7 separate regions of the Mus musculus genome follow, and all the other regions are linked to region 5. Evidence: chromatin contacts called from public ChIA-PET, Hi-C, HiChIP or PLAC-seq and capture Hi-C data. All regions are on one chromosome and are shown on one strand. The core of a region is the stretch at or near the end of the contact, and the rest is flanking DNA. Distances in the headings are between cores, read along the strand shown.

What was found. A called contact is a pair of places that touch in the nucleus more often than the background predicts. ChIA-PET counts read pairs in DNA pulled down with a chosen protein or histone mark. HiChIP or PLAC-seq counts read pairs in DNA pulled down with a chosen protein or histone mark. Capture Hi-C pulls out chosen DNA fragments and counts their contacts.
Region 1: a capture Hi-C map of embryonic stem cells shows a contact between it and region 5, with 7 times the contacts expected there. The contact joins two enhancer-like sites. A contact is called at or near these places in 3 of 15 datasets of contacts at CTCF or cohesin (the G1E-ER4 cell line, embryonic stem cells and large pre-B cells), 3 of 484 Hi-C or Micro-C datasets (the G1E-ER4 cell line and cortical neurons), 6 of 115 datasets of contacts at active chromatin or transcription factors (bone marrow-derived macrophages, embryonic basal ganglia, embryonic midbrain and 2 more) and 1 of 9 other capture datasets (embryonic stem cells).
Region 2: a Hi-C map of olfactory sensory neurons shows a contact between it and region 5, with 2.3 times the contacts expected there. The contact joins two enhancer-like sites. A contact is called at or near these places in 2 of 484 Hi-C or Micro-C datasets (the HPC-7 cell line and olfactory sensory neurons), 1 of 115 datasets of contacts at active chromatin or transcription factors (pancreatic cancer cells) and 1 of 9 other capture datasets (liver).
Region 3: an RNA polymerase II ChIA-PET map of memory CD8 T cells shows a contact between it and region 5, with 16 read pairs. The contact joins two enhancer-like sites. A contact is called at or near these places in 1 of 484 Hi-C or Micro-C datasets (the G1E-ER4 cell line) and 2 of 115 datasets of contacts at active chromatin or transcription factors (memory CD8 T cells and microglia).
Region 4: a capture Hi-C map of embryonic stem cells shows a contact between it and region 5, with 4 times the contacts expected there. The contact joins two enhancer-like sites. A contact is called at or near these places in 7 of 39 promoter capture datasets (the C10 cell line, the HPC-7 cell line, cranial neural crest and 4 more), 1 of 15 datasets of contacts at CTCF or cohesin (embryonic stem cells), 13 of 484 Hi-C or Micro-C datasets (CD4 T cells, the G1E-ER4 cell line, cerebral cortex and 7 more), 13 of 115 datasets of contacts at active chromatin or transcription factors (bone marrow-derived macrophages, craniofacial prominence, embryonic basal ganglia and 10 more) and 1 of 9 other capture datasets (embryonic stem cells).
Region 6: a contact with region 5 is called in an HNF4G HiChIP or PLAC-seq map of pancreatic cancer cells. The contact joins the promoter of Abcc4 here to the enhancer-like site in region 5. A contact is called at or near these places in 8 of 39 promoter capture datasets (the HPC-7 cell line, the SN4741 cell line, cranial neural crest and 5 more), 1 of 484 Hi-C or Micro-C datasets (the G1E-ER4 cell line) and 16 of 115 datasets of contacts at active chromatin or transcription factors (acute myeloid leukemia, bone marrow-derived macrophages, craniofacial prominence and 9 more).
Region 7: a contact with region 5 is called in an H3K27ac HiChIP or PLAC-seq map of extraembryonic endoderm stem cells, with 6 times the contacts expected there. The contact joins the promoter of Dnajc3 here to the enhancer-like site in region 5. A contact is called at or near these places in 5 of 39 promoter capture datasets (the HPC-7 cell line, HPC-7-derived erythroid cells, cranial neural crest and 2 more), 1 of 484 Hi-C or Micro-C datasets (CD8 T cells) and 1 of 115 datasets of contacts at active chromatin or transcription factors (extraembryonic endoderm stem cells).

Annotation. Positions count from the first base shown.
Region 1 is chr14:118,802,932-118,805,631 of GRCm38.p6, reverse strand. It overlaps a transcript of Cldn10 not described here. Among named protein-coding and RNA genes, the nearest start is that of Gm41248, 6.1 kb to the left of the region's middle. Within about 2 kb of position 1,416, at least 11 of the 459 cell types and tissues checked have an H3K27ac peak or open chromatin away from gene starts, as enhancers often do. A contact at or near this core is called in embryonic stem cells, where this site is marked.
Region 2 is chr14:119,005,873-119,008,618 of GRCm38.p6, reverse strand. It overlaps Uggt2 (UDP-glucose glycoprotein glucosyltransferase 2), which reads left to right. Exons shown (of 39, transcript NM_001081252.2): 33 at 472-556; 34 at 1,292-1,474. Among named protein-coding and RNA genes, the nearest start is that of Dnajc3, 69 kb to the right of the region's middle. Within about 2 kb of position 1,383, at least 375 of the 459 cell types and tissues checked have an H3K27ac peak or open chromatin away from gene starts, as enhancers often do. A contact at or near this core is called in the HPC-7 cell line, liver, olfactory sensory neurons and 1 more, where this site is marked.
Region 3 is chr14:118,891,781-118,894,511 of GRCm38.p6, reverse strand. It overlaps Dzip1 (DAZ interacting protein 1), which reads left to right. Exons shown (of 22, transcript NM_025943.3): 14 at 2,680-2,731. Among named protein-coding and RNA genes, the nearest start is that of Dzip1, 32 kb to the left of the region's middle. Within about 2 kb of position 1,326, at least 20 of the 459 cell types and tissues checked have an H3K27ac peak or open chromatin away from gene starts, as enhancers often do. A contact at or near this core is called in memory CD8 T cells, where this site is marked.
Region 4 is chr14:118,765,261-118,768,012 of GRCm38.p6, reverse strand. No RefSeq gene overlaps it. Among named protein-coding and RNA genes, the nearest start is that of Gm22379, 8.5 kb to the left of the region's middle. Within about 2 kb of position 1,427, at least 21 of the 459 cell types and tissues checked have an H3K27ac peak or open chromatin away from gene starts, as enhancers often do. A contact at or near this core is called in the G1E-ER4 cell line and embryonic stem cells, where this site is marked.
Region 5 is chr14:118,179,160-118,182,038 of GRCm38.p6, reverse strand. It overlaps the pseudogene Gm4674. Among named protein-coding and RNA genes, the nearest start is that of 4933431J24Rik, 30 kb to the left of the region's middle. Within about 2 kb of position 1,553, at least 213 of the 459 cell types and tissues checked have an H3K27ac peak or open chromatin away from gene starts, as enhancers often do. A contact at or near this core is called in CD8 T cells, the G1E-ER4 cell line, the HPC-7 cell line and 13 more, where this site is marked.
Region 6 is chr14:118,704,934-118,707,633 of GRCm38.p6, reverse strand. Abcc4 (ATP-binding cassette, sub-family C (CFTR/MRP), member 4) reads left to right here and starts at 1,415. Exons shown (of 31, transcript NM_001033336.3): 1 at 1,415-1,598. The coding sequence starts at 1,525.
Region 7 is chr14:118,936,508-118,939,207 of GRCm38.p6, reverse strand. Dnajc3 (DnaJ heat shock protein family (Hsp40) member C3) reads right to left here and starts at 1,276. Exons shown (of 12, transcript NM_008929.3): 1 at 1,038-1,276. The coding sequence starts at 1,119.

The DNA.
Region 1 (2,700 bases), core at 167-2,666, 620 kb before region 5:
CTGCCCCCTTCCTGGCCCCTCCCCTCAGAGGGCCCCTCTCCCTATTCCCGTCCCCTTCTCATCTGAGTTCCCCCCACCCAGCACATCAAGTCACTGCAGAACTAGGTGTGTCCTCTCCCACTGAGGCCAGACAAGGCAGCTCTATTAAAGGAATGGGATCCACAGTCAACAAACCAATGACTTTTAATGAAAAAAAAAAACAAAAAAACAAACCAACTTCATAAACCTTCTTCTGAGGTGTAGATACCACCCATACACAATTCAAATTACCACACCAATATTGCCCTGAGATGATAACCAGACAGACATTGCAGAAAAAGAAAATTATAGATTCATTGACTGTATGCTGCCTTCCTTTGAAAGGCTCCTAATCACCTTTGCTGAAGGATACGAATGCACCTAAACTACACATACATACATAGCAGGCATATACAGTGTGTATAAATGTGCATATACGAGCATAATCTATTCTTCTGACTTCTATGCTTCTATCCTGATTCCAAATTGGAATCTTCCAAAACAACAACAATAACAACAGCAGCAGCAGCAGCCCAGAAACAACGACTCTCTCTTCAGTGATCTACACCCCAAACAAGAAGATTTAATGCATATAGAAGATGCCTAGTAGGCATTTGTCGTAGGAATGGCTGGAAGGGCTGTTCGGCTGCTCATGTGCATGACATCATGAGGCTTGTTAAAGTGCAGCAGGACAGAAAAGAGCAGGAACAGAAGAGTTAGGGGCTCTGTAGGAGTGACGGACAGGTACCCAAGGCAGGAGAGAGCCTCACAGTGGAGTAAGAAAAGAAAGAAAGGAGAGGAGACAAGACAGCAAGTTAGTCTGCCTGGAGTGGCAATGGCAGTGTAGTTTATATTTAAAGGGAGCAGAATTAAACTTTAACCCTCAAGGCAGGTGAGATGGCTCAGTGGGTAAAGGTGCTTACCACACAAGCTGGGTCACGTGAGTCTGATCCCTTGAGCCCAGGATGGGAGAGTGCCCACTCCACAAACCTGCCCTCTGACTTCCATACATGTGCCCTGGCATACACACCCATACAGACATCACCTGCACAACAGAATAATAGCTTTCAAATTTTAAGGATTTGTTTAGTTTTATGTAGTGTCACATGAGTGCAGTACCCACGGAGGCCAGAAGAGGGCGTGAGAATCCCCCCGGAACTGGAGTTAACAGACAGTAGCGAGCCACCATGTGTTGTTGGGAATGGAACCTGGGTCCCCTGCAGAAGAAGCTGGCGTACTGAGCCATCTCCCCCTCCCACCCTCACCCCCAAATAAAAAGAGTAGCCCTCAGTACACACTTTTATTGCTTCGGTTATCACAGTAAATAGAAACCTCTGTCAGCTTGTTTGCACTCATCCCCATTTGGCCCGATGCAATCTTTTCACTGGGCTGGGCAGTCTTTGTTTTTAGGGTCAAACCAGAGGCGTCCTGCTAAGTCATCTTGAAACCAAACTTTGCTTGCTCTGCATGTTGTTTAGTAATTTAATTAAAATCCCAGGAAGCTTTGGATTAGAGGAATCGTCCTTTAAGCAAATCCAGGTTAGTAAGACGCTGTGACCTGTCTGGGACAATTCCCTCATCCAAAACATCCGGAGCATTGCCTGGATTAATTTGCAACTCACTGGGAGATTTTTTTCGGTTCAATCTGCTAGAGATTTTCTGTCTGCTTCTATTTCTCTTTTCAATTCGGGCCAATATGCATTTATTCAACTCCTTTATTGAAAAAACGATACAAGAAGTGTTACTAAGTCCAAAGAATAAAGAAAATGGCAGATAAAATTCAAGAGGAAGACGAGGTGTAATGAGTGAATAAATATGTTCACTCATGAATAAAAATTTATTCATGAATAAATAAATCCACCCATCCAACAAATGAACCCACAGAGCCCTTATTTTTACTAGACACTGGGTTATTATGCAATATAGAGAGGAACACAGATCAGCATTTCTGTTTTTTGGGGGGATTTTGAATTTAATTTATTTTTATATAAAATACCAATTAAACTCTATGAATCCAATTTACATCATCAAACACTTCTAAAAGAAAGAAGCCAAGAACAATCTCTTTGCACCTCAAGAAGATATAGAATGGAGCTGGTGAGGTGGTGCAGCGGGTAAACATATTTGCACCATGCATGGTGACCTAAGATTGATCCTTCGAGATGGTTTTCTGATCTCCACACACATGAACTGTGTACAAGCATGTACACTGGACACACATGAGCTGTGTACAGCATGTGCATTGGAGAACACACACACAATTTATCTGTTTGTTTGTTTTCTTGGGGCAGGATCTCTCTCTCTCTCTCTCTCTCTCTCTCTCTCTCTCTCTCTCTCTCTCTCTCTCTCTCTCTCTGTCTCTCTCTCTCTCTCTGGCCCTGACTGTCCTAGAACTTGCTATGTAGAGCAAACTGGCCTTGAAGCTACAGATATCTGCCTGCCTCTGCCTCCCAAGTGGCAGGATTAAAAGCATGCACCACCATGCCCAGCTAAAGCATTTTTAGAGAGAAGATATGAATTATCTTCTTTGGGAAATGCTAACAAAATCATGCTGCAGTGATGAACACACTTGAACATGTGGTCAGACAGAGTCCTGTGGTCACGACCATTAGGCTGCAGAAAAATAATATTTTAATTAAATTTTCTGTTAGGGGCTATGGGAAACATCCCATGCAGTATGTT
Region 2 (2,746 bases), core at 134-2,633, 830 kb before region 5:
ATATATATTGTAAATTTTCCTTTCCCATGAAGGAATATCATATTTGGAAAAAGAACGAAGTCAGTGGAGAAGAAGAAGATGGTATTCAGAATTTAAAGAATATTTTTAAGAGTTTATATAAAGGACCACAAAGAATGCCTCAGAGATATTTCAGTTCTGATCCTGGTGCTTTAGAGAGCACTTTCAGGGGCGCGCCTCTCTCCTTCACTGAAAGGCCTGGGTAAAGCAACCACATGGCAGAGTCCCAGAATGCACCAGTCCCTTCTCTTCTGAAAGCCTTGTATTGATCACACAGTGGCTCTGTGATATTTGCACCCTTACATCCTTATGCACTGCCTATTGTCACAGCCATAATGTCTGAAGGTGTTTTAGTTTACCTCTACATATTTCACAATGTGTATTCATAAGTCATCATTTAAAGGCCTCTGAATATAAGTTACCCTGTATTTGTCTCCATGTCCTTTGACTTAGGATTATGATGCTTTCTGTTCTGCGGAACACCGAAACTCCCGTGAAGTTCTGGTTTCTGAAGAATTACCTCTCGCCAACATTTAAAGTAAGCACATGGCTATTTTACAATGTGGCTAAAGCTTGATACTAATTTCTTTGTTACCATTGTAATCTCTGAAAACATTTCCCTTTTCAATGTGAGGTTTTTAAATGTGTATTTGCCAAATAGGGCATGGGAGTGGAAAACACATGGACTGAGATGACACAATACAGGATCCGTCCTAGCAGATGCTATCACTAATTAGAAAAACCATTCTCTGGATAAAAACCTTGCAGCACTTCATGGCAAAAGTAATGCCTCTTCAAAACGGGGTTTTCCTTTCTGGTTTGCTTTTTCTCTCTGTTTCTTCTTCGTACGGTGCTTTCGTGCATAACATAAACACTGGTGAGTGCGCAGGTGTAAGCCTGTAGCTTTGCTCTGTTCACAGTAGCCAGGCCCTCCCTCCAGCCAGAAGGTCATTGGCCTAACTACCTGTCTGTCTCAGTTCCTGAGGAGTCTGTTTGGGGAAGCAAGGCAGCAAGCAGTGGGCGTGAGCTGGAGCAGGAGGCTGAGCCACAAGCTTGAAGCAGTCTTTCAACACTCTCAAAGCCCGCCTCCAGTGACGTACTTCCTCCAACAGACACGTCTGCTGCCGCTCCCTCCCCTTCCTCCTTCACACACTCCCTTTCAGCTTGGGAACAAGTTTATTAGAATAGTATTTAAGCAGTTTTCAGTTTCTTTATAATGATTTATAGTAAGCTTCTTCTAAAATGTATTGTTTGATTTGTTATATGTGTCTAGGAGGTAATTCCTCACATGGCTAAGGAATATGGATTCCAGTATGAGCTTGTGCAGTATAAGTGGCCCCACTGGCTTCATCAACAGACTGACAAGCAGCGAATCATTTGGGGTTACAAAATCCTTTTCCTTGATGTCCTTTTCCCACTGGCTGTGGACAAAGTCATATTTGTTGATGCTGACCAGGTAACAAGAGCGATTACTTTTTACTAAAGCTTGCTTTGCATCTAACTGAACATGAACATGAGGATTTGCATTGCTCATTGATTGTCACTGTTAGTTTTTAGACATACACGACACGACATTTTTTATATCCACTAAGAACCTGGAGTTTAAAAACACACTAGCAGAGCGTGCGCAGACGGGAAAGTGTGACAAGAAGTACCGTCTGCGTACAACATGGCAGTTCCTATCTGAAACAGCCATTATTATTATTGTATAATTTGGCAAGTAAAACTAAGACATGTGTACATTATTCGTTATAAAAACAGTTCCATGCACCTGCGCGGGTACGCACGGGTTCCGCGCACCTGCGCGGGCACGCACGGGTTCCGCGCACCTGCGCGGGCACGCACGGGTTCCGCGCACCTGCGCGGGCACGCACGGGTTCCGCGCACCTGCGCGGGCACGCACGGGTTCCGCGCACCTGCGCGGGTATGCACAGGTTCCATGCACCTGCGTGGGTATGCACGGGTTCCGCGCACCTGCGCGGGTATGCACGGGTTTTCCTCTAGCTGCTGACTTGCTGGGAAGGTTAGCGGTGAGTGGTGAGTGTGGCCCTTCTCTCCTGCGTCCACCATCAACAGTGAAACCATCAAGTTTCCATCTGTCCATGACTTACTTAGGAAAGGCTCTAAATTTAGCTGGAGATAATGAAAAGCCACCTTCATTTCCAAATCTGTATGTATAGAATTATTAGCTCATTTCAGGATATTTGTCATCAGTAATCATGAAAATATTTGACAAGTGTACAGAATTTCTAATGCAGGAATACTTAAGTGTTCGTGTATATAAAGTGAATTCACAGGATATAAACGACATATCAAGGACAAAGGTGTATTTTCAGGTTTTATATTAGAATTTGCTGATAAGCATGGAGTGGAGATGGGGGCAGCTTTTTTTCTAAGTCCAGCACTGCAGAGAGTGAGGCAGGAGGATGAGGAGCTCAGTGCAGAAGCACGAATGAGGCCACCTGGAAACAAAAGCCAACCGGGAGGAAAAGACGGCAGAGAAGAGAGCAGGGCCCTTGCCTGGGTGAAGTCTAAGCCACTGCCGTCTGAGCTCTGAGGCCAGAGACTATTTATCACCTCATTGTAGAACAGCAGGGGACTAAATGCAAAAATTTATTGCTGGGCTCCTTACTCTGGTGAGTCAGCAGCCAGAAGCCTCTCTGGCTAAGCTGGTTAACTCTTTGTGAACCACAGAGGAAGGAAAGGAAAAGAATTAAGATGCTGGGGC
Region 3 (2,731 bases), core at 77-2,576, 710 kb before region 5:
CATGCATACACATACATGTATATACATACAAACACACACATCACACACGCATGCACACACATACACATATAGCACACATGAACATATGCGCACACATACACACATTGTACACACATATGAATACCCGTGCACATACACACACAGCATACATAGACATATGCACAGATGTACATACACAGAACATATGAACACACACATGCACACACACACACACTTATACACCTATGCACACAGAACCATGCAGGAACTAAAGTGCTAATTAATCGATATTTAAGAGTTAAGAGGGTAGTAGAAGCAGAGAAAGGCAGAGAGAGGGAGAGAGTAGATAAGTAGAGGCCAGCCATGGTCATGAACACGTGGAGAGAGAGGGGAAGGGAAGAGCCCAAGAGGGCAAGGGGGAAGAAAGAGTAAGAGAGGGAGGAGAGGGCAAGCAGCCACTTTTATAGTGGGTCAGGCCTACATGGTTGTTGCCTGGTAACTATGGGGTGGAGTTTAGACAGAATGCTAACATAACCTGCATGTGCAAGGCCAAGGCCAGGTGCAGCAGCCTCAGGAATAAATGGAAACAAAGTCTGTCCTTAAGGAATTTGCAGTCTACAAAATAACCAAATAGTTGCCATTGTGTTATTACAAGGGAACAGATAGACTATGGTGATATGGGTTGTCAGTCTCTGGCAATTTGAGTCATGGAGGCAAAAATGAATGTGTTGGAATGGCATTCTAGGTAGGGCAGACAATGGGCAGAATATGTAGCAGGCAAACACTGACTATAGTAGTGGCACAGCTAATCACTTAGCTGAGCACAGAGCACACAGAAGAGACTTGAGGGAGATGTTGGTTCTGATTATTCAAGGAGGACTAAGCACAAGACTCCACTTGTCGAGGTGTTTCTGTGGACATGCGTAGCCTTTGGATGTCCTTGATCATGCTGGGCATGAAGGATTGGAGAGCTGGATTATGGAGACAGTGGCTTGGACAGAGTATGTCCAAAGAATCAAGGCTGGAAAGAGCAGCTTGGGCTATTGGTAACTGTGGACCTAACAGTTCTTCCCTAAGAGCTGGCTACTTACAGAAGCAGAAATGATTCAGGCAACAGCTCCACCGAGGGACATGGGTGCATGGGAGCATGCGCGACAGCTCGCTAATGCCTGGAACCTGGAGCACACTCCACGGCCTGCAGGGAACTCATCACATTAGAGTTTTTTCCAAATGACTGTTCTAGACTTCTGGAAAGCTCTGATGGTCTCTGGTCTGGTCTCAGAGGCTTCTTTGTAGCTTGTCTTGTCTGAGAGGGACTCTCAGCTTTTATTGCTTCCTGTGGTAGGAAGGTGTTATGCCCCAGCTCTGCACGAAACCCGTGAGAGCTCAAGAACTGTGGAGGCCCCTGCAATCGTGCATGCGAGCCTTTTATTTTCCAGTCAGACTTGGATCGAAAACCTTCCCACAGTGAGGGACAGGAGTGTGACCTCGAGCGTGGATGGCCTGGTGGATGGCCTGGCACTTATATACAGCATAGTTAGAGATTCTTTGACTGCTTAGGGTGACGGGGGGGAGGCGGGTGAAAGAGTGTCAGGAGGAAAAGTGCTCTGTGGTCTCTGAGCTGCAGGTGGGTGAGCTGTGTATCCTGTAAGCCAGCTTGATGGTTGCCTGTTGCCGGTGCCTCAATCCCGAATGCCGCCACGGCCCCTGCCCCAGCACCTTCCCCATGTGTCTTTCATCCCTTCCCAGGATGGGGCTTGGTTTGATAGAGCTCCTGGCAGATTTCCTTGTGCAGATGGATAAAAGTCATGTCCCTGGTAAAAGTCAACCGGGCATCGTATTTCCCAGTCTCCAACTCATGTCCTGGGTGAGATGGGATAGCTCTCTCCACTTCACCCTACTGTAAGGCCAGGCTCATCTCCAGCCTGTAGCCTCGCCCTGGGGGCTCTCTAAGACAGAGCTGGAGTTTGGGGCCTTGGATATCTGTAAGATTGTGTCTCCGTGTGACTGCTTACCCGCTCTTGCTTCACACTCGAGTTTTACTCGCTCTTTTCATCTTTGCCAGCTTCTCCTAGCCAAAAGTTAAGAGTTCCAGCAGGTGGCCAGGCATAGGTGTGTGCTATGAAGTTCTAATCCGTCCCTCTTGGACGGACGGTCTGGCTTCTACTTGGCTTTATCTCTGCTGTTGTATTTTAAACAGATGGCTCATGGGAAAGAACTTTTTAAGTTGTATCTCATGTGTCAGCGAGAGATTAAGGCATGAGAGGCTTGAGTCCTCGAAATATGTAATTTAAAAATAATTGAAGTTAATAGAGAATACCTAGAAATCGGAGAGTTCCTGAAAAAGTGGCCAGTTGTTGCCGCCTCAGCCAGGCATGGTGGACCATGCTCACAACCCAACCGTGTAGGAGGTGGAAGCAGGATCAAGGTTAAAGGTCACTGCTCACTATAAAGAGAGTTCAAGGCCAGCCTCAGCTATATAAGACCCTATCTTTAAAAATAAATAAATAAATAAATAAACTAAAATAATAAAATCAGAAGTTATTGCCTTAGTATTTCCCAATAGATCTTTGCTATTTAGGCAAAATATATCGGGGGATATGTGCATATAGTAGCTTGTATATACCTATGTATGTCTGTATAAATTATTTGGAAGCAAACAAATGTATTCGTGTAACTCCTTTTCTTCTTCATTGACAGAGCAAGTGTTCTCTTCACACATACTGGAACCAATAGAAGAACTTTCTTCAGA
Region 4 (2,752 bases), core at 178-2,677, 590 kb before region 5:
TTTAATTTCCTTACTGAGAAAGACAGCCGTGAGTCACTTGGTGAGAAGTTAGTGGAAGGATGTTACTGAGCATCAAGTACAGCACCATGCAACTACTAAGTACACAGTACTCTGGAGGAACTGGAACACCATAGAAACTTAATATCTTGTCGTTGAGAAGTAGTCACAAATTGAGCGCTCTACACCTGGAGGATATTATTTTCGCCCCGGTTTCTCTAATCCTTGTTGTTGGGGGAGGTGTTTGTGCACTGTGTAGTCACATGCTGATTTCTGGCTGCAGCCTGGCCCTGGGTGTTGTCATTATTTTTGTTTGTTTGTTTGTTTGTTTGTTTTTCCAGACAGGGTTTCTCTGTATAGCCCTGGCTGTCCTGGAACTCACTTTGTAGACCAGGCTGGCCTTGAACTCAGAAATCCACCTGCCTCTGCCTCCTGAGTGCTGGGATTAAAGGCGTGTGCTACCATGCCCGGCTCCGGTGTTGTTATTATTATGAAGCTTTTCATGACATTTCGTGATTTTGTAAAACACGGTTGTCCACCATCTTCTGACTGGTCAGTAAAGAGCTGGTCAGCTTATGTCTGGGCTGGAGAGGATAAGAGAGCCTTCTGTGCCCAGAGAGAGAAGGCAGAGGGTATCAGATGGGGGAAGAGATGCCAAGAGGGCAGGACTGAGGAAAGCCAGAGGGAGACCAAGATGGCAGGAATGCCCTGTGGCTGGAAAATAGTCCAGACCAGCACAGTCCAGTTAGAATATCAGAATCTGCCCAGCTCAGTGCCTGAAGTTTTCAATAAATATACCAGGTCTCTGTGTCATTATTCAAAGCAAGGGCAGGCATAGAAAAGCTCACCCTTTTACATTTGGCACCCAATTAATTCCTGCCGCACAGAAAAGCCCCTTACACTTACACCATGTTTTGTAGAAGGGCATCTGACACTTCACCGATGGTCTAATAGACTTACATGGAGCCCTTTCACGGAACCCTCCAGTTCTCTACACTCTGGGTCAGTCCTTCCAAGGTTGGGAGTATCCAAGGCAAAAGTGATGCCAGTGGGGTTATATCCTAAAGACAGGGGTTTCCCCACGGTCCGGAGCCAGTGTGCCTCCCAGCAGTGCTTCATCAAAGAGAAGAGAATGGTGCTCAAGAGCAGCCATCCCACTTGCCCTGGTGCTGCAGCGGGTTATCAGTCTAATAACAGATTGATCACGAAGAAGAGGGAAGCCACAGAGAAAACACCCTGGACACTGCACTTCCTCCCTTATAAATATCCATAAACAAACAGAAGCAGCGGGCTTCACAGCAAAGGTCATTGATAGATCATCCTTTACCTTTCAGAGGTAATTTAAAGCTACCCTCAGCTACCACAGGCATTGAACGGTGTTGTAGGCTGCGACTGTAACTCTGAGTCACAGCTGTGACACAGTCTGCTGTGGTTTAGGGAAAAGCAGAACCTTGGGTTGAGGCAGAAGGATCACTGGATTGAACCAGTCTGGGTTGACAAAGTCAGGTGAGAAAGGGAGGAGAGAAAAGAGAAAGACTACAGCCCAGCTTTGTGGTGTGGGGGAGGGGGAGACCTGACAAGAAACAGTTTGCACGAAGAAACTTTTAGAAATGGGCTAAGAGGAGAGGGGTAGATAGAGACTACGTTGGTTATAAGAACGAAGATCCTAGAATCCAAGAGTCATAGTTAGGCCTGCTACAGGCTTGCCCACAGCCTGGTCTTATGTGTGACATTTTCATAATTGAGATTTACTTGGGGGCGTGGTTTTAGAGGAGTCCACACATTCTTTCTTCTTATTCCTGCTTTGGGCCCCCATGGAGGCAGAACGTCTCTGCAGAAGCACCCGATGGAGACAGCTGCCCATCTCACTGTGCCAGGGAAGGGCATAGACAGGAGAAGGCTAATTCTGCCGGTGACCGTAACCGCCAAGTGAAATGTGGAGTCCTCCACCAGGCTCCACCCATAACAGCTTTCATCAGCTAACATGCAGGCGTTGTACAATCCTTATCCAAACTGTGGGGTTAGTTTGCTCATTACAGCCTTAGTGAGACAGCAATGTAAATGCCATTGAACAATAAACGTGTTTCTAAAAGGCATGTATATTCATACAGTGAAGTGTTATGCATCCTTGAGAAGGATGTCCTGTCCTGTGTTAAATGGATATTAAATGAAATATGCCAGTCACAAAAAGATAAATGTATGACTCCATTTACTGAAAAAGTCAGACTTGCAGGGACTAGGCATAACTACGACTGCTAGGGACTAGAGCATGGAGGGAACTGGGAACGGAGTTTCAGTCGTGCAAACCGAAAACATTCCAGAGATGCAATGTACCACAATACACACGTAATTAACAATGTTGGGGGTGGTGACTCCGTGTAGGGTCATAGAATGTGAGGGTCATGTGGGTGGGTATGAAAATTTGGCGAGAGTTAAGGGCTTCTGTCATGCAATGATCAAAAATTAATCCCGAATCAAGCATGCTGTGAATCTAAGGTATTTCTGGCAACCTTCACTTCCGTTACGTCATGGGACTTCGCCTCAGCCTTGGTCCTGAATACATCCTGTGTTCTGTACACACTGGCATGCCAGCCACACAATGCAAGCAAGGTTATCTAAAACACCATGGCTCAGATCTAACACTGCTCTGTGCTATGGGTCTCAGTAATTTTTTTTCATTATACTTTCTTCTCCTACAGAAACATAATGGTTTAATTATGGAAAACAAAGATATGTAATATATCCCTATCCTAAT
Region 5 (2,879 bases), core at 304-2,803:
TCCATCTGTGAGGAAGACACACTGCAGTGGTCGGAAACACAAAGAGAATGTGAAAGACTATTACCAGAAATGGATGGAAGAGCAGGCCCAGAGCCTGACTGACAAGACAACGGCTGCATTTCAACAAGGGAAGATCCCTCCGCTCCGGTCTCTGCTCCTCCGCCTGCAGGGGCCATGATCCCACCTCCCCCCAGTCTCCCGGGCCCTCCTCGGCCTGGCATGATGCCTGCGCCCCACATGGGAGGCCCTCCCATGATGTCAATGATGGGCCCCCCCTCCGCCCGGAATGATGACCGTGGGACCAGCTCCTGGGATGAGACCACCCATGGGAGGCCACATGCCCATGATGCCCGGGCCTCCCATGATAAGACCTCCTGCCCGCCCTATGATGGTGCCCACCCGGCCTGGCATGACCCGGCCAGACAGATAAGAGCAGAAGCGCTCTTGATGGTTTTGTATTTCTTGTTCTGTTCCACCAGGAGCTCTTGGTGCTGAGCCTGAGTGTTTACTAGATGCATGGAAAGGAAACTTCCCTTCCTAACTGAATATTTTTGGAGAGAGAAATAATACAAAAAAGTGCAGTTTTCACTTATATTGTGAAATGTGAAATGTGAAAATAAAATCATCAGCTCTTTTAGTTAAAAAAAATAATTAATTGTAAAAAGAAAACACAAAATCCTGGAATTAGTGAGTAAAATATACATATAATTGAAATATTATAGTACTGAAGAACACTAAAGACATACTCATATAGGTGACAACACAAAAACTTTACATTTCTCCTCTATATGCAGAACTGAACGGCTAGTGACTAAGTAGGACATATATTTCCCATATGTATTATGGGCAAAAATTTATTTTAAAAAATTATGCAGGAAGAGCTCATAGAAAAGGCCAACTATAGAAAACACCCAGAAAAAAAAAATCCACCATGTGTATGGAGATTTAAAAGCATTTCCCTTTAAAGTGACGTAGAAGCTGATCTTCCCTCCAGGACAGCCTATTCCCTGCCTGGCTCCGCCCCAGCCACCAGTAACTCAGGGGCATCCAGCACGCTTACACTTGTGTCTTGCAGCGTTTTCTCACTAAGACAAAGCCAAACTCAAAGCAAATATATTAAAACTAAAACCTGAACACATAGAGGAAGCCACAGTGACACGGAGGTCCCTAAAAATCAGATGCAAAGGAACGCAAGCACCATTATCACCGGTGCTGGGCTCTGCGCAGGTTCAACCTGCAATAAAGAAAGTCTTTCCAATCTGCCCTGCGACTTCACCCTCATTGGGATGCATATTCGTGATTTCCTGATTACTCTGCTACATAATGTATACCATTTCCCACTTTGGTTTGCACAACGCTTGTTCAATATTCATATTTTGTCTCTTAACGATTGTAGTAAATCACTTCAAACACAATAACCTATTTAAGAGTGGGTTTATAGGCGAAAAGGCACACCTTTAATGCTGTGACTGCAGTCATCAGATTCTCTGGTTCTACCCGGGCACTCATTACAGAATGCTCAAAGGACGCAACACGCAGAAGAGGCCATCGGAGGCTGAAGGAGTCAGCCCCGCCCAGCGCGCGCTTCCTGGTGGCAGGGCGTATCCATAGGAACCCGGTGAAATGTTTTGTTTTAGTCACTTGGCTCCTTTCTCGTTCTCACCGGAGCCAACAGTTGCAAGATAATGCAGTTTAGACATGTCGCAGCTGTTGAAACTCAGTGGAAGCTTGAGCCGGTGGTGGAGCGCGATCAAGAATCAGAAACACCAAAGCAGCAGTGTGATACAGAGTCAAGGAGGAGCTTTGAGAAGACAAAGGGCAGGAAATAAAGCCCGCCCGCCCGCTTTAAAGCAGAACCCTGGGGTGGGGTGGGGTGGGGTGGGGGTGGGGGCGACATCAGGTTGAGAGCAAGCAGTGACTTTTTTTGTCCCGTGAAGCCGCTTACTGGATAACATGAAAAAATGGCAGATTTGGGAGATGACTTCTCAGAAGCTGAAGAGCAGGCAGAGGGATGTCGCTCTTGGGAAGGGCGTTTATAATTCAGAAAGTAACAAAATCTAAATGGAAGTCATAATCTGTAATGTTTGCTCTGCACTTAAAACCTGAATTCTTTCTGGCAGGAATGTGGTCCGTCTCCAGTTCTCAGGCTAGCCTCATGACCTACTCTCTAATACACACTTCTGAGAAACTGTCAGAGACAGAGTTCAAACCTGTATCACAGGACTGTAAGCTTGGTAAGAGAAACTTTCACAACCATTGAAAGTCATTTATGCCCACAAAGCCCCACACCTTTAGAGAATAAAATAAAATTGATCGCAGTGCACGAATCTGATGACGAATGTGAATTACAACATGCATGGTGTACCCAAGAAGAAGACAGTTTCCATGTTAAAACTAACAAAAATAAATAAATAAATAAATAAATAAATAAGCCCAACTTTATTCACTCTACCTTGCCCCTGGGGGGACTTTTTAAAAAAAACTGGCTTCTGAGTAAGTCTTAAACACTAATCTTTTCAAAGATCTATAAAGCTCACAGGCTAGGCAAGAGATGTAAAAGTTTACTTTGTGTGGGAGTAAGTTGGAATTCAGTCGTGTGTAAGTTAGACAGAATCTTGAATGCCTTCCAGCCACACCTACCTTCTGTTTTAATCACATATGTATGATCATTTAAAACAAACATTTCATCTCAGGCCATTTAAATTTTATCTCCATGAATGGTAGATTAGTAATAACCTTGGGTTCACTCACAATTCTGTACACCCTTTAGGCTCTATATATCTGAGCACAGAGCCAAGGAGGCAACGCCGTCCACAACCCCTACAGCAGTCCTGGGAGTTAGTGACATTAGAGCCCATCTCTCAGGTCTCACTGGATTC
Region 6 (2,700 bases), core at 166-2,665, 530 kb before region 5:
GCCCGGCTTTTTTTTTTTTTTTTTTTTTTTTTAATTGTCAACCAGACACAACCTAGAGTCACCAGAAAATTAGGAACTTCAAGTAAAGAACTGCCCAGATGGGCTTGGCTGATGGCAGCTGTGAGAGAATGACCCATTGGAGATGGCATGAGGACCCAGCCCACTGCAGGCTGGAGTCAGCACCAACAGGCCAACAGGGTTGTTGTTGTTTCAGCTCTGGGCCCGACTTCTCTCCGTGATAGACTGTTTATTACCTGCAAGTGTAAGCCTGAAATAAACTCTTTCTTATCCAAGCTGCTTCTGGTCAGAGTATTTTCTCACAGCAAAAGGACCGGTGAAATTGTCACTAGGGCCATGAATTCGAAACCGCTCTTCTTTCCTTACCCAGCGCTGAAGTGAACCAAAGCAGCAGAGGCAGTTAACACGGCCACGCCAGAACCCTGGGCTTGTGAACACTAGTCCACGAGCCAGGACCCATACCTTCCTCACTGTGTCGGGGCACCCTGGCACTTCTTATGCCAGCTTGAGTACAAGTCAGATTTCATCATCACTAACCTTAAGATCTCGGACAAGCTAGATCTTTTGAGTCTGAATTTATTCAGTAAAATAGTAATAACCATTTCGAAAAGTAAATTAGAAGCGGAGTAGGCTTATAGAAAGGCACAGCAAGGTGTCCTGTAACATCGGTTCCCTTTGCCACGGATCCTCTGGGAGCCTCTCAGGGCTCCGTGAAAGAAACATGCCAGGCAGCGTATTATCTGATTTCCCTTACCTAATCTAAGAGGACAGCCAACTGCTTACACAGGTCCGCCATGCCAAGCAATGTAGGAAAGGTCAAGAAGCCGTCCGAAATGGTAGCACTCTATTCATCTCCCCAAATCCTTGTGTCCTAATATCGGGTGGCCTGACGGTCTTCACGGCTTTAAGGTCTGCAAAGGCAATCTGATAAACCTTGCTGTTGTTCCAGGTCCGACTCTTGGCCTGCAGGTGGAACAATCTCCCACAGCACCCTATTTGGTCCTGATGAGGGCAGCATGCCAGGGGACCGCAGGCAAAGCCAGGCGGCTTTCACCAGATCTCCAGGAGCGCAAAGCCTAGGGGGCGTTTCCGAGCGCGGGGGCGGGCACAGCCGGTACCGCCCCCGCCACCTTCAGGGTGGTGCTTGGGTGCTGATCTTAAACTTCGGCAAAGTTTGCAACGGGTCTCAAGCACGTGCGGCTTCCCCGCCCGGCTCCGCGTTCCCCGAGCCGCCCCCGGTCACCTGCGCGCGGTTGGTCTCTGTCGTTTCCCCAGCGGCCGTCCCCCTGCGCTCTCACGCGACACGCTTCTCCCAGGCTCGAGGAGGCGGCGGCGACAGCGCGTAGCGGGCGCCCCGAGGAGCCCCGAGAGGCGGGGTCAGGGCGGGCCGGCGCTTGGTTCCCGGAAGCCGCTGCTTGCCTGCGAGGCTCCGGCCGAGGCCGGAGCTCGAGCATCCTCACCCGCGCTTCCCGGAGCCGCCGCCCGGCCGCGCGCACCGCGGGCGAGATGCTGCCGGTGCACACCGAGGTGAAACCCAACCCGCTGCAGGACGCCAACCTCTGCTCGCGCGTGTTCTTCTGGTGAGTGCCGGGTCCGGGCCCGTTCCTCCGTCCACGAGATGCTCCGCGTCGGCTTAGCCGCGTGTCCGATGCTCAGCGCCGGTCCCTGATGGTCGGAGGATGCGTTTCCTGCACAGCCTTACACTCCGGGCTCCTTGTCGCGCGTGCGCCACGCGGCCTGCGGTCCCCGCCCGCACCCCACGCCCGTGCCGCTCTCCTCCAGGAGGGGCACGCGGGGACCGGTGGCAGACGCAGGTGGCGCCCACCCGAAACCGTGGGGATCCATGGGAGGTGCGGGGGTGCCCTGGAGGGCGGGCTCTGTATGCCCACCTTCGCTAGCTTCCCATCCCGGCTCAGGGCTTGCACAACTCCCTCACCCAAACTGCACCTCTTTATTTCTCTTTAAGCAGCAGTGAACAGATGGGCTTATCAAAAAGCAGCTGAAGTTAGAGTTCTGGGCGAACGCCAAACTCTGTTGTCCCCATGGCCTTCTGAAACACCTTACCAGACATCTTTCAGGTCCATTGATTGCCTGTGTGTGTGTGTGTGTGTGTGTGTGTGTGTGTGTAAGGAAGTTTAACTTCTAGGATCCCGTCTCTCCTTCTGGCCCCTCTGTGTGTGTCCTAGTACCTAAGTATGGCTGTGAGTTAAAAGGTCACTTTATTACGATGTTTTATTTAGTTACGAATGGGGACACTACTCTTGAGCAAGATCAACATGATGTTTTCCTCTTGACAGAAACGCAGCCATAGTGGAGTACATTTTCCCCTGTTAGATGGACTTTTCATTTCTGCCTTTGATGGCCATATCCCTCTTGGGAATGAGTTTCGGAAGCCTGTTGGGGGTCTTACCAAGATGTGTTCAGAGACAGGAGTCAAGGTTTCCATGCCTAAAACCACTGATGGGTTCCCTGATCTGGTCTCCGCCCCACCCCTCTTTTTGTAGGAAACAGGTGAAGAGGTTTAGATAGATGACATTCCTAAGTAGTTTTCCGCCTAGTAGCCTGGGCTGGCTAGTACACGCTTGGCTAACAAGAATAGTTTTTATTCCTTGACCTCCGCCATTTCATCTTCCTCACGTTCTAATGTTACCTTTTTAAAATGTGAAAACCTAGGGAGCTTCA
Region 7 (2,700 bases), core at 27-2,526, 760 kb before region 5:
TACTAAAGTGGTCCAGGCCTTCAAATTCCAATCCCCTCACTTTTGAGGCTGGCTCCAACATCAAATTATTGGTCTCAATATTGCCACAGTACACATTCTGATTTGGGGTTCAAAGAACGTATGGTGATCAGGAAGCCAAAACCAACAAAAACCATACCTTTAATGGTTAAAAACCTAAGCATATGTCTTTAAAAAAAAGAAAGAAAGAAACCCGCATAGACTTCTATGATGGTTTCATCATAAACTGTTCCCAATTTCAGTTCCTCAGTCCCTCCAAATGGAATATTCAACTGTTTACTCTTTCCATGACAACTATCCCCAGACTTACAGGAATGAGTACAGAGCAGTGCCCAGGACAGATGTCACTACAGCACCGTAACCAAGTTGGGAAGTTCAGTGGGCATTTGGGGCTTCAATGTCTAACTCCTCCCCGCTCTGACACCCAAGATAGGACAGGCCTCTATTTTTTGCTATTCTGTTGGGAGTAGCCAACATTCCAGTCTGGAGCCCAGGGTGAAACGTAAGCGCTCCCTATTTTTTTTTTTAAGAGACTTTTTTTTTTTTTTTTTTTTGCGATGACTAGAAAAAGTAACGTCAGTGGGGGGACAAAGTTGAATGTCGCCTTGCTGGGAACTGTGAAGCCACAGCCAGCCCAGCAAGTTAGGCGCCGGGAGCTCCGAGCCCAGAGGTGGGCTTCTCCAGGCACCAGCCTAAGTTGCGCGCCCGACGCGGGGTCGTGAGGGAATGGGACTGGCTTCGGAAAGGGCCCTGGCCCGCCACTCCGGAACCGGGACCCGTCCCGTGCATGCCGCCGTTTCGCCTCCTCCCGGCACCCCCGATCCAGGGTCCCCCGGACGCCGGACTCCCGGCTGCGCTGGCCCAGGCCGCCGAAACCGGCCTCGCGCGCGCGGCCCGCCAGTCCCGCCTCTCAGCCCACGGAACCGGAACCGGGCTCGGACCCAGCCTCGCGCCCCGGAGCGCCGCTCCCAGCCGGGACCGGGACCCGAAGCCCGCCCCGGGAGCAGGGCGGGACTCACCTTCGTACTGCAGGTCCACCAGGACCAGCAGGAACGGGAACACCGCGCCCAGCCGGCTGCCCACCGAGCCGGGGGCCACCATGTCCAAGGGCGCCTGAGCCGAAGAGCAGGAAGGTGCGCGGCCCAGCAGCCCGCGCGGCCAACAGCCCGCAGCGAAGCGCCCCGTCCACTCGCTCGCTCGCTCGGTCAGCGCTCGGGCCTCAGCGGCGGCTGGCGCCCGGCGGCGGAAAACAGCGGTAGGCGGGGCCCGCGGAGCCACGCCCCGGGCGCCGCCGCCGCCCAATCGCCTTCCTTCTGGCCACAGAGCGGCCCAGCTCGCCCGGGTCGTGGTTGGCGCTGATTGGTTGTGGGGGCTGGCGCCCCGCCCCGCCTCTGATAGGATAACGTGGAAGCACAAGACGAGGCTGCGTCCGCTGGTCGTGGAGCTGTCAGCGGGCTCCAAACCGCCGCCGAGCGCCGAGGAGGAAGAGGCTGGGGAGGCCGGGCTGCGGCCGCCGAGTCCGCATGCGCGGGCCCTAGAGCCCTTCTGGGCCGGCCTCGCGGGCTGGCTTGGCAGGGGCGGCGGGTTCCTGGAGCGAGCCCAGATTCCTTCGGGTAGTGTTGGGGGATAAGGCGCCGCCGCCTGGGCTGGTAAGGCCAGAGAGTCTCAGGAAGTCTCCAGGGACGTCCGAGAGAGATGACTGGACTTCTTGAATGAAATGGGGGAAGAAACCCAAATAGCCACTCCGTGGGTGAAAAGGGGAAAAAAAAAGTTTATTCCAAACTGCGAAGGCTGTCTCTCGGGAAAGCAGAGAGAAGCGCTGCGCGGGCTGGGGTGATGGTGGGGATTTATCTTCTGGGTTATATGGGACCTTGACGGGCTAATAGACCCCACTGTCATAAGTTAATGGAAGAGCCAAATGTCCCTTTTCCCAGAGATAGGAGAATAACTCCACTTAGCAAGTAGGAACTATCTTCACCACCACCACCACCCCGAGGGAATGCTGGCTTTTGTCTAGATGCCCTACCTGGGGGAAAGGAATTTCTTGGGGGACCTGACACTATTGAGGTCTGCTAGTGGATCAGAGATGCAAGAGCCATTCTACCAAGTCTCACAGTTGGTCTGGGTGGCTCTCTTAAAATCCGCAGTCCTCTCAGTCTCGCCAAAGAAACTTCCAGAATCACTTTTTTTTTTAGGTTGGCTTAATGGTTTCTGGGGCTATTTCCTGCCCTAGACTAAGTATCTATTGATGCATCCTTAAAATGCTTCCAGTGCCTTTAGCTCACCCTACATAACAAAGTCCCTACCCATTACTTGCTCAGTCTTCAGTATTAGCCCTCTGCTTTCCCAAGCAATGACCTTAGTTTGGAATAAACTTTTCTCTTATACACCCACCAAGTGTCTATTTGGGTTTCTTTACTGTGCCTATTTCATTCAAAGACATAAGAACTTGGACAAGATTGTCGTTAAATTAATCAGGTAGGTTACGCCCATAGCTGCTCTGTTTGAACAGACACTATATGGCAGCAACGTTTTACACATCGCTAAATAACGTGGGTTTGTTATTCAAAGCTTTTGATACCTTAGTGTTACTTCATGCTTACAAGGACTTACACATTATGATGACTTTTGAATGAAAAAAAGGACGTGGCTGCTCTTAGGTATGGTGTAGGTAAAAGGGAG